Regions from separate parts of the Podarcis muralis genome. Here region 2 is linked to region 1. A link is a contact called in public Hi-C data. All regions are on one chromosome and are shown on one strand. The core of a region is the stretch at or near the end of the contact, and the rest is flanking DNA. Distances in the headings are between cores, read along the strand shown. Region 1 holds the start of UHRF1 (ubiquitin like with PHD and ring finger domains 1). Region 2 holds the start of DPP9 (dipeptidyl peptidase 9).

Region 1 (7,522 bases), core at 2,822-5,321:
TTTACACCCCCCCCCCCACAATATTTGAAAACGTCATCTTTGTACTTAAACACAAATTGGCCGGGAACGTCATTCTCTGTGTCCTTATCCATTTATTTAAAGAACAACAAACTGGTGGTTGCTTTAACTTTTTGATATGTGGCGATTTGAATCATGAGGATGAAATTGAAGAACTGCTGAGTCTTGAATGAATTGCCTTGGAATTGAGGACTTCATTAGACTTTCTTCTGCCTTTTCATTTTATTTTGTTCTAAGGGCTTGTTAGAGATATTGTGTAAGCGTGGTGTCAGCTCCCTAAAAACAGGTCAGCAACTTTGGGGCTCCCCCCCTTAAAAAAGGTCGACAACTTGGGGGGGCGTCAGAGGGATCTTTGCACCACGGCGCCGGATATGCTTATGACGGCCCTGGCTAACACAGTGGTTTGACTTAGCCCCCGGAGGCGGACTCCATTGTCTCTTGATGGAGGCCAACAATGGGTTACCTTTCTGACCCGCCAAATCCTTCCACCCCATGAATCCAAAGCACACCTGAAGTGCATAGCCCCCCCGCAAAGAACCTTGGGAAGTCTGTTAAAGGTGCTTGGGATTGTAGCATTGCGGGGGGTAAACTACAATTTCCAGGATTCTTTTTTTTTATAATAATATTTTATTAAGTTTAACAATAGAAAAAAACACAACCACAAAGAACAATAAAAACACAGGGGAAATATAAAACATAGTAATACAAACATTTAACCTAACAAGGGAAAAGAAAAAGTCAATACACACACAAAAAGGTAAAACACAAATCACTCTTTTCTAGTTTTTTATCTTTGATTAACTTATTTTCCTGACTTCCTCACGCCTCCCTTTTTTGTATCCCTTTTTAACAGTTAGTTCAGCAAATTCATATCCTACTACCTTTTCCTTACTTATTTTACCTTCCAAATTTATAATTTCAAATTTTTATCTATCTTGTTGCTAGAACCCCTTCATTTCATTTCAATGTCATCAGCATTCATACATTTTACAATACTTCTGTAAATAGATTTTAAATTTCCTCCAATCTTCTTCCATCGACTCTTCTCCCTGGTCTCGGATTCTGCCAGTCATCTCCGCCATTTCCATATAGTCAATTACTTGCATCTGCCATTCTTCCCGGGTGGGTAAATCTTGTGTCTTCCAATGCTTTGTGATGAGTATTCTTGCTGCTGCTGTAGCATACAAAAAGAAAGTTCTATCCTTCTTTGACACCAATTGGCCAACTATGCCCAGGAGAAAGGCCTCTGGTTTCTTCACGAAAGTATATTTAAATATCTTTTTCAACTCATTATAAATCATCTCCCAGAAAGCCTTAATCCTCGGGCACGTCCAGGATTCTTAACGCAGTAGAAATGTGTTTTAAATATATAGTGCGGGTGTGACATTTATGGGATTTTAAGTTCAGCCTCACAGGTTTTGTTCTCTGTGGGAGACATGAGACAGGAATCTCATACTCAGGACACCGCAGTTCTATATAATAAATCCCCAGTAGACCATGCGGGTGGCACCGTGGTCTAAACCACTGTGCCTCTTGGGCTTGCTGATCAGAAGGTCGGCGGTTCGAATCCCCGCGACGGGATGAGCTCCCGTTGCTCGGTCCCAGCTCCTGCCAACATAGAAGTTCGAAAGCACGTCAAAGTGCAAGTAGATAAATAGGTATCGCTCCGGCGGGAAGGTAAACGGCGTTTCTGTGCACTGCTCTGGTTCGCCAGAAGCGGCTTAGTCATGCTGGCCACATGACCCGGAAGCTGTACGCCGGCTCCCTTGCCCAATAAAGCAAGATGAGAGCCGCAACCGCAGAGTCATCTGTGACTGGACCTAATGGTCAGGGGTCCCTTTACCTTTAGAGATCCATCATCTTTTTCTCTTTTTTGCTCAACAAATTGTTCCAGTATTTCCAGTGTGGCAACAAAGAAAATCAAAGAGCCTCACAGTGCCTTCTAAGAGACTTGTTATTTATCAGTGATAATTAAATATTTGACAAATGGTGGTTATTGCTGAGATGATTATATTAACCCCTGTAGTGATGTGCGCAGGCTTTTAACACTTAATTTTACACTGGCCTTTGTTATAAGAAGTAAATGTGTTCTGATGCAAGCTTTTGCAGGCTAGAGGACCCAAGATGCATGAAAAGTTTCACCAGATGCATGAAAAGTTAACAAACTGCCAGGAATGAAGGGGGAGATAAGAATGCTAATTGGCAATGAATGCAAAAAGCACAGTCCACGACAATTAAATTAGGGCTTGAACTTTTACAAAATTAGCACAGTGACTCCTCATATCAGCAATTGTGCTGATAACAATCAACATTGCTGAGTAAATTTAATAATAATAATAGATTTAAGACTTTCAGTAATGCCTTTGCCTCTCTTCAAGATCCTGAATGAATACAATTGGGATATGTTTGACTCTTTCAGCAGTTTCACTCTTTGATATGATTATGGTAGTCAAGATAACATTGGAAGGATAATACTGGAAGACCAAAAGGCCTCTATGCAAATTAAATGATGGGATTTAGCCATTTTGAGCAAGTCAGCATGCTTAATTAGGGTGTAGCAAGGCACTCTGAAGTCTATAGGTTTGACATAAAGCAGAACATTTTAAAACTTTAAAACTTTGCTGGCATGCTAGACAAAACAAGATATTTAGAAATATTTTCCCATTGTGGTTGTATTAGGGTGCACTGAATTTTTCAGCTTTCAAATTCCAAAAAATGAGGGGTGCCAAAAAGTTGTAACATGACTTGGGAACTTTGGTTAAATTAATATACAGTAATTTAGTTTTGCCTGGTAAGTAAACTGTGGGTAAAATTGCACAGAAATAATTAAAAATGATTGCCAAGTAGCTGCAGTTACATATTATTATTTAGCATTGCCTGACATTTTCACAGGGTAAAATTAAAATTATTTGGTTTCCCGGAAACAGTTTATGTGCTTCTTCATCAAATGTAGACTTACCAAGCTAAACATTGTTCAGTCACAAAAACAGCAGCAGATTTGAATTCTTCACACCCAAAATCATATTTTTTAAGACCCCTCATTGAAGAAATTTGAAGAAATTCACCTGTTAAAATGACACACACTATTTTGTATTTTTTTATGGTTTCCCCACCAGTTCATCTCTGTTAGGGCTGTGTGTGTGTGTGTGTGTGTGTTTCAGCTTTTAATGAAAAAAGAAAAGTGAGGAAAGTTGACCTAAAGGACTGATCAAAAGCAACCAGGTAAGACGCAGGTGGCGCTGTGGGTTAAACCACAGAGCCTAGGACTTGCCGATCAGAAGGTCGGCGGTTCGAATCCCCGTAACGGGGTGAGCTCCCGTTGCTCGGTCCCTGCTCCTGCCAACCTAGCAGTTCGAAAGCACGTCAAAGTGCAAGTAGATAAATAGGTACCACTCTGGCGGGAAGGTAAATGGTGTTTCCGTGCGCTGCTCTGGTTCGCCAGAAGCGGCTTAGTCCTGCTGGCCACATGACCCGGAAGCTGTACGCCGGCTCCCTTGGCCAATAAAGCGAGATGAGCCCCGCAACCCCAGAGTCGGCCACGACTGGACCAAATGGTCAGGGGTCCAATTCCCAGCACACTTAATAATACAATTCCAAATATTATTTGGGAGAAGACTTCTGCTTTAAATGGGTGGTGTTTTCACAGTTCCAGAAAACGCAAATTTGATAAATTCATGGTTAAATGCAAACTAAATGAACTTTTGCACATCCCTACTCAAAAGTAACTGCCATTGAACTGAACACTGCTTACGCCCAGGTAAGTGAGTAGAGGGTTTGCAACCTCATGAGGCGAAAGCAAAACAGCTTCCAGAGCTGGGGTGACCGAGTCAAGCTGAACGTTTTAAGCCATCTCTTGATCAGTCGATGTCTGAGCTATTATTCGTCGCGCATGCGCACTCAACCCTCCGAGCGGCAAGCCGGAATGGCAAGTGAGCCGGGATGAAGCCACGCCCACTTCCTCCCAGTTCCCGCCACCGCCGACCAATCAGGAGGCTCAGAACGGCCCACAGCAACTTTCCCCGCCAAACTCTAAAGACTGGAGGCGTAAAAAAGGAGAATTTTGCGCGGGCTGCGCCAGTTGCGGGGGACCTTTCGCTCCCAGCTTTTTTATAGACACTCACATATATATATATACGTATAAAATATATATAATATAATATGCATAATATTGCCACGTGAGATCTACACCTGGATCAAACGGAAGCATTTGGGATTGAGTAATACAGTTTTACTTTTTTTAAATTAATTTTTCCATCGGAGGAAGGAAAAAAGGCGCGCTTTCCCCGTCTTCGGATTTGCAAAGAAGCAGAGCCGAGAGAAAGAGAGAGAAGTTTTATTTTTTTAAAAAAAAGACAAGCAAACCAGGTGAGTGTCCTTTTTAAGACAGAAATCCGCAAAGCAATTGTATTTCAGAAGTGGAGAGTGTGGTGGATCTCAAGGCGATCTGCCCCCAGGTAAGTGTTGTCTAGCATTGCAGGAGAGGTTTGCGGGGTGGGTCGGCTGCCAGCGGGGTGGGGGTACTTCAATTCCTCTCCCCCCCCAACCCTCAAAGTAAGGGTGCATATCCAAATAGCGGGAAAATAAGTTGCAATTTTCTGTTAACCTTAATATACTGCTAATATACTGTTCGTTGTTTAAGCAGAGTCTATATTCTGCCCTTCCAAGTCTACTCAATTAAGCCAGATGGACTTAACTCCCAGATCGTTGCAGGGCAAGGGCTGCAGCGGTGGGTGGATGACCACACATTTTTTTAAAACGGCCACACGCATTCATGAAACATACCCTGGAGTAGGAGCATTCATTGCAATGAATGGGAAGGGGGGAAAAACACTTATAGACCTGTACATGGACTTCCACGTCATCCCTGTGGCATGGTGCAGAGCGAAAGCCTCTGCATGCAGGCATGGCCAAACTTGGCCCTCCAGCTGTTTGGGGACTACAACTCCCATCATCCCTAGCTAAAAGGACCAGTGGTCAGGGATGATGGGAATAGTAGTCCTCAAACAGCTGGAGGGCCAAGTTTGGCCATGCCTTCGGGTGGGAAAGGACGTCCCAATTAGGTTTACTGGGGTTTGCTCCCAAGTAGCATAGCATAGCATCAGTAGTATTATTCATGTGGGGTAATGGCCAATGTCAAGGGACACGGGTGGCGCTGTGGGTTAAACCACAGAGCCTAGAGCTTGCCAATCAGAAGGTCGGTGGTTCGAATCCCCACAATGGGGTGAGCTCCCGTTTCTCAGTCCCTGCTCCTGCCCACCTAGCAGTTTGAAAGCACGTCAAAAGTGCAAGTAGATAAATAGGTACCGCTCCAGCGGGAAGGTAAACGGTGTTTCCGTGCGCTGCTCTGGTTCCCAGAAAACTGTCTGCGGACAAACACCGGCTCCCTCGGCCAATAAAGCGAGATGAGCGCCGCAACCCCAGAGTCGGCCACGACTGGACCTAATGGTCAGGGGTCCCTTTACCTTTAATGGCCAATGTTAGCCACACTGAGAGTAGACCCATTGTTTTCAATGGATCCATGGGTAGCGGGGCAGCTGCCCCCTTAAATAAAGTAAATAAATAAAAAGAACTCACTGACCAATTGTGTGGCAGATAACTCGGTTTTGCCCTCCCTCCCCCTGCTCCCAAATAGATCCTGGCCACGCCCATGAATGGATCCACCCTTGAGTGGCTAAAGTTGCTAGAAATCCCACTGAAATTGACAGGGTCAAGGTTTGCTTTGCTCCACCTCAGATTTAGCACAGGCTTCTTCAGCCTCGGCCCTCCAGATGTTTTTTAGACTACAACTCCCATGATCCCTAGCTAGCAGGACCAGTGGTCAGGGATGATGGGAATTGTAGTTTCAAAACATCTGGAGGGCTGAGGTTGGGGGAGCCTGTTTTAGCAGAAACAAACAGCTTCCGGGCGTGTGATTGTTGCACAACAGTCAGTCTTGCTCCCCCTTGAAATTTTTAAGTTTTTGAGAAGTACATTTCATTGAGTTCAATGGGACTTGTTCCTAAGAAAACGGGTGCATACACCTATTGGTTAGTAAGGGCCATTGAATTCAACGGGATTTCCTTCTGCTTAGGCGGTCAAAGGATCGCATATTGAGAAGTTGATGAACTTGCCTAACTTACGTCCATTTGCTTCTATGGGTTCCCGGCTGGATGCGGCTCGTCTTTTTTTAATATATTATATCTTTGGCCAAATGGGGAGAGTAGTTGCACTAAGAATCAATTCCATATGAAGAATGTCTCCAGGAAATGAAAATAAATACAGTGCGGCTGAGAAAATCAGCTATAATGAATTTAAAAAGGAGGAATCAAAGGTTAAAATAAGCTTTGCGTACATAAGGTTCCAGGTTCAGGTCCCAAGTTCCGCCCTCAGCATCTCACAGCAGAGCTGGACAATCCTGGAGCGCTTCTGCCGGTTAGTGTAGACAGCACTGAGTTAGATAGGCCCAATGGTCTGTCTTTTCCTGTGGTCCCTTTCAATGTGGCTTGCCCCATTTAACTCACTGGGGGTTTTCTCTTGCATAGGCATGTGCAGGATTGCGCTGCTGTTGAGAGAGAGGCTTTCGTGGACTGCATTAGACAAAGGTTTCGGGGATGTGTGTGTGTGGTGTTGGGCCAAAAATGCGCCGTCGAGCTCCAGTTGCACAAATGCCTGCCAAGGCAGCTGTATCTCCTGTCCTCCTTGCTTCTGGCTTCTGTGTTAGGGAAACCCTTTGGGCAGGCATAGGCAAACTCGGCCCTCCAGATGTTTTGGGACTGCAACTCCCATTGATGGACCTGTTCCATATCTGCTATTGGTTCCCCGGAGCACAGATTCACACGAAGTGGCAACCAACCTTGCAGGTTTCGACAGGATTTATTTGAAATGCATATGCAGAACAAAGGTACAGAGCGATAAGCCCGCAATCTGCGCACCCCAGTCAGGGTGCGCCCACTTTTTATAGACTATACAAAAAAACAGAGAGTGAGACTTTACCTTCTTATCCAATCAGGCTCTAACATTCCATGTTTCTCCTTTTGAAGGTTAACACTTCTTAATTTACTCATTCTTGGTTTGTCTGCCTGCTACGGCCTTCCCTGTCTCATAACAGTTGCTTTGTTTGTCTCCCTGCTTATGGCCTTGCCGGTCTTGTAACACTGGCTTTGATAACAGCATGCTGGAATTTCTATTTCTGAGGCCCTTCACCATCATCCCTGACCACTGGTCCTGTTAGCCTAGGGATGATGGGAGTTGTAGTCCCAAAACATCTGGAGGGCCGAGTTTGCCTATGCCTGCCTTTGAGTTAGGGCCAAGAACCCAGGGAGTTGAATGCCAGCCCTCTATGCCCCCGTTTCTGGCCCTTGGAATGCTTCCCAAGTCATAATCCTTTTCCAGGCAGTTCCATGTCCTTTTGTCCGGCTGGGATGTGCTCTTGAGCTCCAATCATGCCTTTTTTCTTGTCGCGATTGGGAGACATAGGGGTGTGTTTGTGCAAACCACTTGCCTTTTTGGGCTCTCTGCTGTACAA
Region 2 (7,522 bases), core at 2,091-4,590, 140 kb before region 1:
TTTTTATTCCACCCTTCCTCCAAACCCCTGACTCCATCCTACATGGTTGTTCTCCCCAACTTTATCCTCAAAATAACCCTGTGAGATAAGTTAGGCTGAGAAGCAGCAACTGGGCCAAGCTCAGAAGAATGTAACAAGGCATGTTGGAAGTTCCCCAGGTGCCAGGTGTGTTTTGCAACCGGGGAAGGTCGGATCGCAACCATGTGGAGATCTCTGGATGCCCAGGCTGGCGACTGACATCTCCATCTGGTTGGCTCCTCCAGCTTCCTTAAGCAGATCAGCAGAAAAGCTTATTTATTGCATTTATCTCCCACCTTTTTCTCCAAGGAGTCCATGGTTCACACCCATCTCAGTTAATCCGCACAACACCCCTGTGAGGTAGGTTAAGAGGCTGTGACTGACTCCAAGATCAGTCAGTGAGATTCCTGACTGAGTGGGGATTTGAACCCTGATCTCCCAGGTCCTAGTCCAACACTCTAACCTGCTACACCACACTAGCTTCCTGGAGTCCTCCTTCTAGGGGGCAGCACTATAAATTAAGCAGGTAAATAAATATGGGAAAAGCCAAATGTCACTTAGGGAAGGATCAGAAATATTTTGCTTGATGCTTGAATTTGTTTTATTTGGTGTTTTAAAGGAAAAAAATCTCAAAAGTGGTTTGCAACACATTAAAATACAAAACAGTACAGTGGAGGCTGCAGGTTTCGAATGTGATCCATGCGGGGTGCACGTTCGCAACCCGCAGCGTTCACAACCCGCGTTTGCGCACATGCGGGTTGCAATTTGGTGCTTCTGCGCATGCGCAAAGTGCGATTTAGCGCTTCTGCACATGTGTGACCGACGAAACCCAGAAGTAACCCGTTCTGGTACTTCCGGGTTTCGGGGGTCCATAACCCAAAAAAACGCAACCTGAAGCGGCTGTAATCCGAGGTATGACTGTCTATAAATGAAATTAATAATACAAATAATTCCTCCCTCCATTGGGGGGAAATGGAGTTTAGCCATTCTGCTGTGGCAACCGTAACCTAGGTTTAAGGTGCTATTTGGCCATAAGCTCACATACCAGTTTCTAACACTGGTAACAAGAGCCTGGCTGCTGAATCCGGCCAAGGCAGGGCCCATCTAGTCTACTCTCCTACTCTCACTGTGGCTGACCAGATGCCCTCACGGGAGCCCAGCATGCAGGACTTTAGCACAACAACAGCTCTCCCAACTTGTGATTCCCAGCAGCCGATATACAGTGGTTCCTCGCAAGACGAAATTAATTCTTCCGCGAGTTTTGTCGTCTTGCGATTTTTTTTGCCTTGCGAAGCACGGTGTCGGGAAAGTTTTGGAAAAGCTTCAAAAATCACCAAAGTCTTTAAAAACCTCAAAAAAGGCTACCACACCGCGTTCTATGAGTTGCTCCTCGAAGTCAAGTCGCAACCGTATTAACGGTGTTAAGAAAAAGGAAACAAACTTGCAAGACGTTTCCGTCTTGCGAAGCAAGCCCATAGGGAAAATCGTCTTGCGAAGCAGCTCAGAAAACAAAAAACCTTTCGTCTAGCGAGTTTTTTGTCTTGCGAGGCATTCGTCTTGCGAGGTACCACTGTACAGAGACAAACTGGCTCCGACAGAGGAGGCAGAATATCACCTGCAGACTCATTTTGGTGCAACTGCACCAGATAGATGTGGAAGCTTTCTTATTATCATACCACCTTGTTTGATCTTAAATATCTGGTGGTATTCTGATCCAGCCAGAATAGCCCACAGAATCCAAGGAGGCACAGGCTTCCTACACTACGTCAGGTTAAGTCATAGTAACACAAGGAAAACCTGTTGGATGAGGCCAGTGTCCCTTCTAGTCCAGCATTCTGTCCTCACAGTGACTAACCAGATGATGATGATGATAATAATAATAATAATAATAATAATAATAATAATTTATTATTTGTACCCTGCCCATCTGGCTGGGTTTCCCCAGCCACTCTGGGCGGCTTCCACAAAGACCAAAAATACACTAAGATGTCACACATTAAAAACTTCGCTGAACAGGGCTCCCATCAGATGTCTTCTGAATGTCAGGTACAGTGGTACCTCAGGTTAAGTACTTAATTCGTTCCGGAGGTCTGTTCTTAACCTGAAACTGTTCTTAACCTGAAGCACCACTTTAGCTAATGGGGTCTCCCGCTGCCGCCGCAGCACGATTCCTGTTCTCATCCTGAAGCAAAGTTCTTAACCTGAAGCACTATTTCTGGGTTAGTGGAGTCTGTAACCTGAAGCATATGTAACCCGAGGTACCACTGTAGTTGTTTGTCTCTTTGACATCTGGTGGGAGGGCATTCCACAGGGCGGATGCCACCACCAAGAAGGCCCTCTGCCTGGTTCCCTGTAGCTTTGCTTCTTGCAATGAGGGAACCACCAGAAGGCCCTCAGAGCTGGACCTCAGTGTCCAGGCAGAACGATGGAGGTGGAGACGCTTCTTCAGGTATACTGGACCGAGGCCGTTTAGATGCCTTTAAGAACCCAGGCCACTGAAACTCACCATACAAAACTACCCCCCCACCCCATGGAGGCAAACAATCCCAAACTCTTTATTCTATAGGGATGGGGGTCCCCCAAGTTCTGAAGCTGGGATGGGAGGGAGCAGGCCTCAAGAAGCCCCCCTTCCAAAAGGGGCTCTGATGGGGAAGGCATGGGGGCCAGCAGCCCCCTTTCTTCCTACCCCTCCAAGGAGGCAAGACCCAAACCCCCTCCCATGGATGATCCACAGCAAGGGCGTTCCCTCCATCCAGCAGCATGGGCATTCAGCCTGGCACAAGGGAACCTTATTTGGGGTGTGGTCCGAAGAGAAACCCCCCCCCCAAGTGGGAGAGGGCGTGGCCAGCAGCCCCCTTCCGAGAGGGCGTGGCCAAAAACCCCTGCCTGTTTTAACTCTCAGGTGCCAAGGCGTGGCCTCGCGCAAGGGAGGCGTGGCCTAAGAGGGGTGGGGTCTCCAGGACCTTCTCTCCAGGGGGCGTGGCCACCGAGCTGAGGGCGTGGCCACAGGAAAGCCTATTCGGAGCGTGGTCTGGACCCCCCGCACCCCCTCCTAGGAAAGGGGCGGGGCCTCTTCCCTTCGGCCCCTCCCCTCCGTCCCCTCAGAGGCCCCGCCCGCCCGCCAGCCGGCTGCTCACTCACTCCGTGGCTCCTCGGCCTCCCCCAGGCCGGGCTTCCTCCGCTGCGGGGTGAGGGGGGGTAGGGGAGGGTTGGGTTCCGCGGAGGCTTCACTCCCGCTCCATTTCCTTTCCTGGAGACGCCGGAGCTCCGGGGGAGGGGGGGAGGGACACCGCCGGCCTCCGCGAGCCTCCCGCCGCGACCTTTCGCCCGGAAGCGGAAGCCCGCTCTTTCGCCGTCGCCCAACTCTCGCGATAGTTAAGCGGGGGGGGGGACGGGACCCGAACGAGATCTCGAGATAGCGAGTGCGGGAAAGGGGGCGGGGTCTCGAACTGACTTCTTGCCCCGCTGCCCTCGTCGTCGTCCAAGGCTCGGTTATTCTCGCGAGAGTAAGCGGAAGGAGGGCGGGGCCTCTTGCGAACGCGGAAGGAACCATAGAGCATGAAACGGGAGGTTGCCTCTGACGGTTGGGAGAGACCATCCTGGGAAATTATGGAGGGGTGGGGAGGAATGTTCGTGAGGAAAAAAATTTTATTAAAGGATTTGGATGACGGCGAACTGGGCGGAACCATTCGATAGGAGCACGGGGGGAGATTTGGGGGATGAAAACATGAATAAAATCTTATAATTTTTTTGGAAAAGAAAATCCAACAACCCATGCCTATCTCTTTAATTATATCTAATGTTTTTATGGAAATAATAAGAATACATAACAAAATGGAATAAACGTTTGCAAAATAAAAAATCATTTAAATCTGCACATATATTTTGGTATATACATGAAAGTGTTCATATATACATTGTATAAATGGACATAAATTTAAAATAAAGAGCACAAATTAAACGGTCTCTTACGTAATTGTTAAAAACGGTTTGGAAGGAACCATTAGCATTAAAAAGGGGAGGGAGCCGTTGCTATGGGAACGGGTAGTGACCACTTTTGCATAGTGGGGGGGTTGGATTTTCCACGTTCGGACGGACACCGTTTTCTGAAACGGAGTGGGGGGAGGATCAATTCCATCGAGGGAGTAGGGGTCAGCGAAAGAAGGCGGCCTAACATTCTTTTCGGAAGGCAGGCAGTTTCACATACGCGGTTAGGAATTATTTTTGAAACAATCGTTCTCTCACCTATTTAAATTGTCGGATGGTACAGTCCAAGATCGGTGTTTCATAGGCTAAGAAAATGGAGAGCAGCGCATCTGCAGCGTTGGTGGTATAGTGGTTAGCATAGCTGCCTTCCAAGCAGTTGACCCGGGTTCGATTCCCGGCCAACGCAATATTTTCCCTCGCCCTCTTTTCATTCTTATGTAACTTGCAATTATTTAAACAGTAACTTGCAATTATTTAAACAGTTCCTTTACAAGTAAGACCGAAGGCTACAATTCATAACTTAAACAAAGTTTCTCACTTACTTACCTGGTAATGATTTATCATCCTTTACATGTGTTCATTCATTAATTCCCCCTCCTAATTTATGGGCAAATTATATTTATACAGTATATATGATTATACATGTTCAAGGAGGGGGGAATATTTTTTTAAAAAAAGAAATAAAGGAAATAAAAACCAGATTGCCATACAATTAGTTTTATTCAGTTTTGTAAAAGGAAAAAAAAAATGCAAACTATCAGCCTGAGTTTATTTGAGGTTTTCAAATAATATTGCTAAAAAAACAGGTGTGCAAACTCAAAAAAAGACACAAAAGGAAAGGTGGAGTGGGAGGGAGGAGGAAATAAGACACTTTAGGTTGCAGATTCCAAAGGAACAAGTTCATCTAATGACCAGCTGAGCTGCGTCATGGTAGCTTCTGGAAAGAGGTGGCTGCCCTGCTTAAAAAATAAATATAAAAATAAAAATCTCAGAAATTAAATGCGTTTAATTTTAATCAGCTAAGCTGGGGGACTCATAATTCTAAAGTGAAACATTTAAAAAAATAATAATCCCAGAAATTCAATAAATGCATTTAATTTTAATCAGCTATGCTGGGGAACTCATAATTCTAAAGCGAAATAATAACAAAAACCCAGAAATTAAATAAATCCATTTAATTTTAATCAGCTATGCTGGGGAACTCATCATTCTAAAGCAAAATATTAACAAAAAGCCAGAAATTAAATAAATGCATTTAATTTTAATCAGCTAAACTGGCAGGGTTATAAGGATAAATTAAAATAAAAACTGGAAGGGGTTTTTTTTCCCAAGAAAAAGGCAATAATGTTTCCGCCCGGGATCGAACCGGGGACCTTTCGCGTGTGAGGCGAACGTGATAACCGCTACACTACGGAAACCGACATGGAAGGCTTCTTCGTGCTGCTTGATATTAACTCAAGGGCTTCCACTTTATAGTCTATCTGCCCCAGCTAGTTAATGATGCTTTTGGAAATATTTTCATGCCCTGTGCTGAATGCTGCAGTTTTGCACCTGCGACGCAAAGGCTCCCCACCTCGAACCAAGGATCGCCCTTTGCAATCGGGTGGCCTGATTGCAATGCACTTTGCTAAAAAATAATGGATGCCACTGTCTCCATTAGAGGTCAGGAGAGACTCATCCAAGGAGCAAAACTAGTTGTTGTTGTTTAGTCGTTTAGTCGTGTCCGCATCTTCGTGACCCCCTGGACCAGAGCAGGCCAGGCACAACTTTATCAACAACTTCAGATATGCAGATGACACAACTTGGATGGCAGAAAGTGAGGAGGAATTAAAGAACCTTGTAATGAGGGTGAAAGAGGAGAGCGCAAAATATGGTCTGAAGCTCAACATCCAAAAAACGAAGATCATGGCCACTGGTCCCATCACCTCCTGGCAAATAGAAGGGGAAGAAATGGAGGCAGTGAGAGATTTTACTTTCTTGGGCTCCATGATCACTGCAGATGGTGACAGCAGCCACGAAATTAAAAGACGCCTGCTCCTTGGGAGAAAGGCGATGGCAAACCTGGACAGCATCTTAAAAGAGTCATGTCTGCCTCTTCGTGACCCCCTGGACCAGAGCACGCCAGGCCCTCCTGTCTTCCACTGCCTCCCGCAGTTTGGTCAAACTCATGCTGGTAGCTTCGAGAACACTGTCCCACCATCTCGTCCCCAATGAAGGACAGAACTTCCTTTTTTACGGCACAACAGCAGCAAGAATACTTATCGCAAAGTATTGGAAGACACAAGATCTACCCACCCTGGAAGAATGGCAGATGAAGGTGATGGACTATATGGAACTGGCGGAAATGGCTGGCAGAATCCGAGACCAGGGAGAAGAGTCGGTGGATGAAGATTGGAAGAAATATAAAGACTATTTACAGAAATATTGCAAAATTAATGAATGTTAGAATGATGTTGGATTGAAGTTAAGGGGTTTTTAGCAGTAATGTCATAAAGGAATATGAAAAAATGGATTGTTAACAGGTGAAAATCTAAAGTTACAATATATTAAGATTAAAGATCAGGACAAAACAAAGAGGGAAAGGATTTGCTGAACCAATAAATTGAACTGGAATACAAAAAAGGGAGGTGTGAGGAGGTCCGGAAAACAGGCAAATGAAAGATAAGATACGGAAAGATCGAATTGTTTTTAACTATTTTTATTTTGTATTTTGTATTTTTTCTTTTTCTTTTTTGTAATACTTTGAAAACTCTAATAAATATCTTTTAAAAAAAAAAAGAGAACACTGTCCCACCATCTCGTCCTCTGTCGTCCCCTTCTCCTTGTGCCCTCCATCTTTCCCAACATCAGGGTCTTTTCCAGGGAGTCTTCTCTTCTCATGAGGTGGCCAAAGTATTGGAGCCTCAGCTTCAGGGTCTGTCCTTCCAGTGAGCACTCAGGGCTGATTTCCTTCAGAATGGAGAGGTTTGATCTTCTTGCAGTCCATGGGACTCTCAAGAGTCTCCTCCAGGACCAGAATTCAAAAGCATCCATTCTTCGGCGACCAGCCTTCTTTATGGTCCAGCTCTCACTTCCATACATCACTACAGTGCTACCTCTGGATACGAACGGGATCCGTTCCGGAGCCCCGTTCACATCTAGAAGCAAACGTAACTAGCAACAGCATGTCTGCGCGCGCGCACACGCGTTGCTTTTCGCCGCTTCTGCACATGCGCGTGACGTCATTTTGAGAGCATGCGGCGAAACCCGGAAGTAATGCACTCCGTTACTTCCAGGTTACCGCGGAGCGCAACTCGAACGCGCTCAACCCGAAGCACATTCGAACCCGAGGTATGACTGTACTGGGAAAGCCATAGCTTTAACTATACGGACCTTTGTTGGCAAGGTGATGTCTCTCCTTTTTAAGATGCTGTCCAGGTTTGTCATCTCTTTTCTCCCAAGAAGCAGGCGTCTTTTAATTTCATGGCTGCTGTCACCATCTGCAGTGATCATGGAGCCCATGAAAGTAAAATCTCTC

What was found. A called contact is a pair of places that touch in the nucleus more often than the background predicts.
Region 2: a contact with region 1 is called in a Hi-C map of tail, with 2.9 times the contacts expected there. The contact joins the promoter of DPP9 here to the promoter of UHRF1 in region 1. A contact is called at or near these places in 2 of 3 Hi-C or Micro-C datasets (blood and tail).

What each region holds. Positions count from the first base shown.
Region 1 is chr18:6,870,850-6,878,371 of rPodMur119.hap1.1, reverse strand. It overlaps UHRF1 (ubiquitin like with PHD and ring finger domains 1), which reads left to right and starts at 4,071. Exons shown (of 17, transcript XM_028713412.2): 1 at 4,071-4,383.
Region 2 is chr18:7,012,910-7,020,431 of rPodMur119.hap1.1, reverse strand. DPP9 (dipeptidyl peptidase 9) reads right to left here and starts at 3,340. Exons shown (of 22, transcript XM_077922004.1): 1 at 3,160-3,340. It overlaps TRNAG-UCC (transfer RNA glycine (anticodon UCC)), which reads left to right and starts at 4,340; the gene lies at 4,340-4,411. TRNAV-CAC (transfer RNA valine (anticodon CAC)) reads right to left here and starts at 5,423; the gene lies at 5,351-5,423.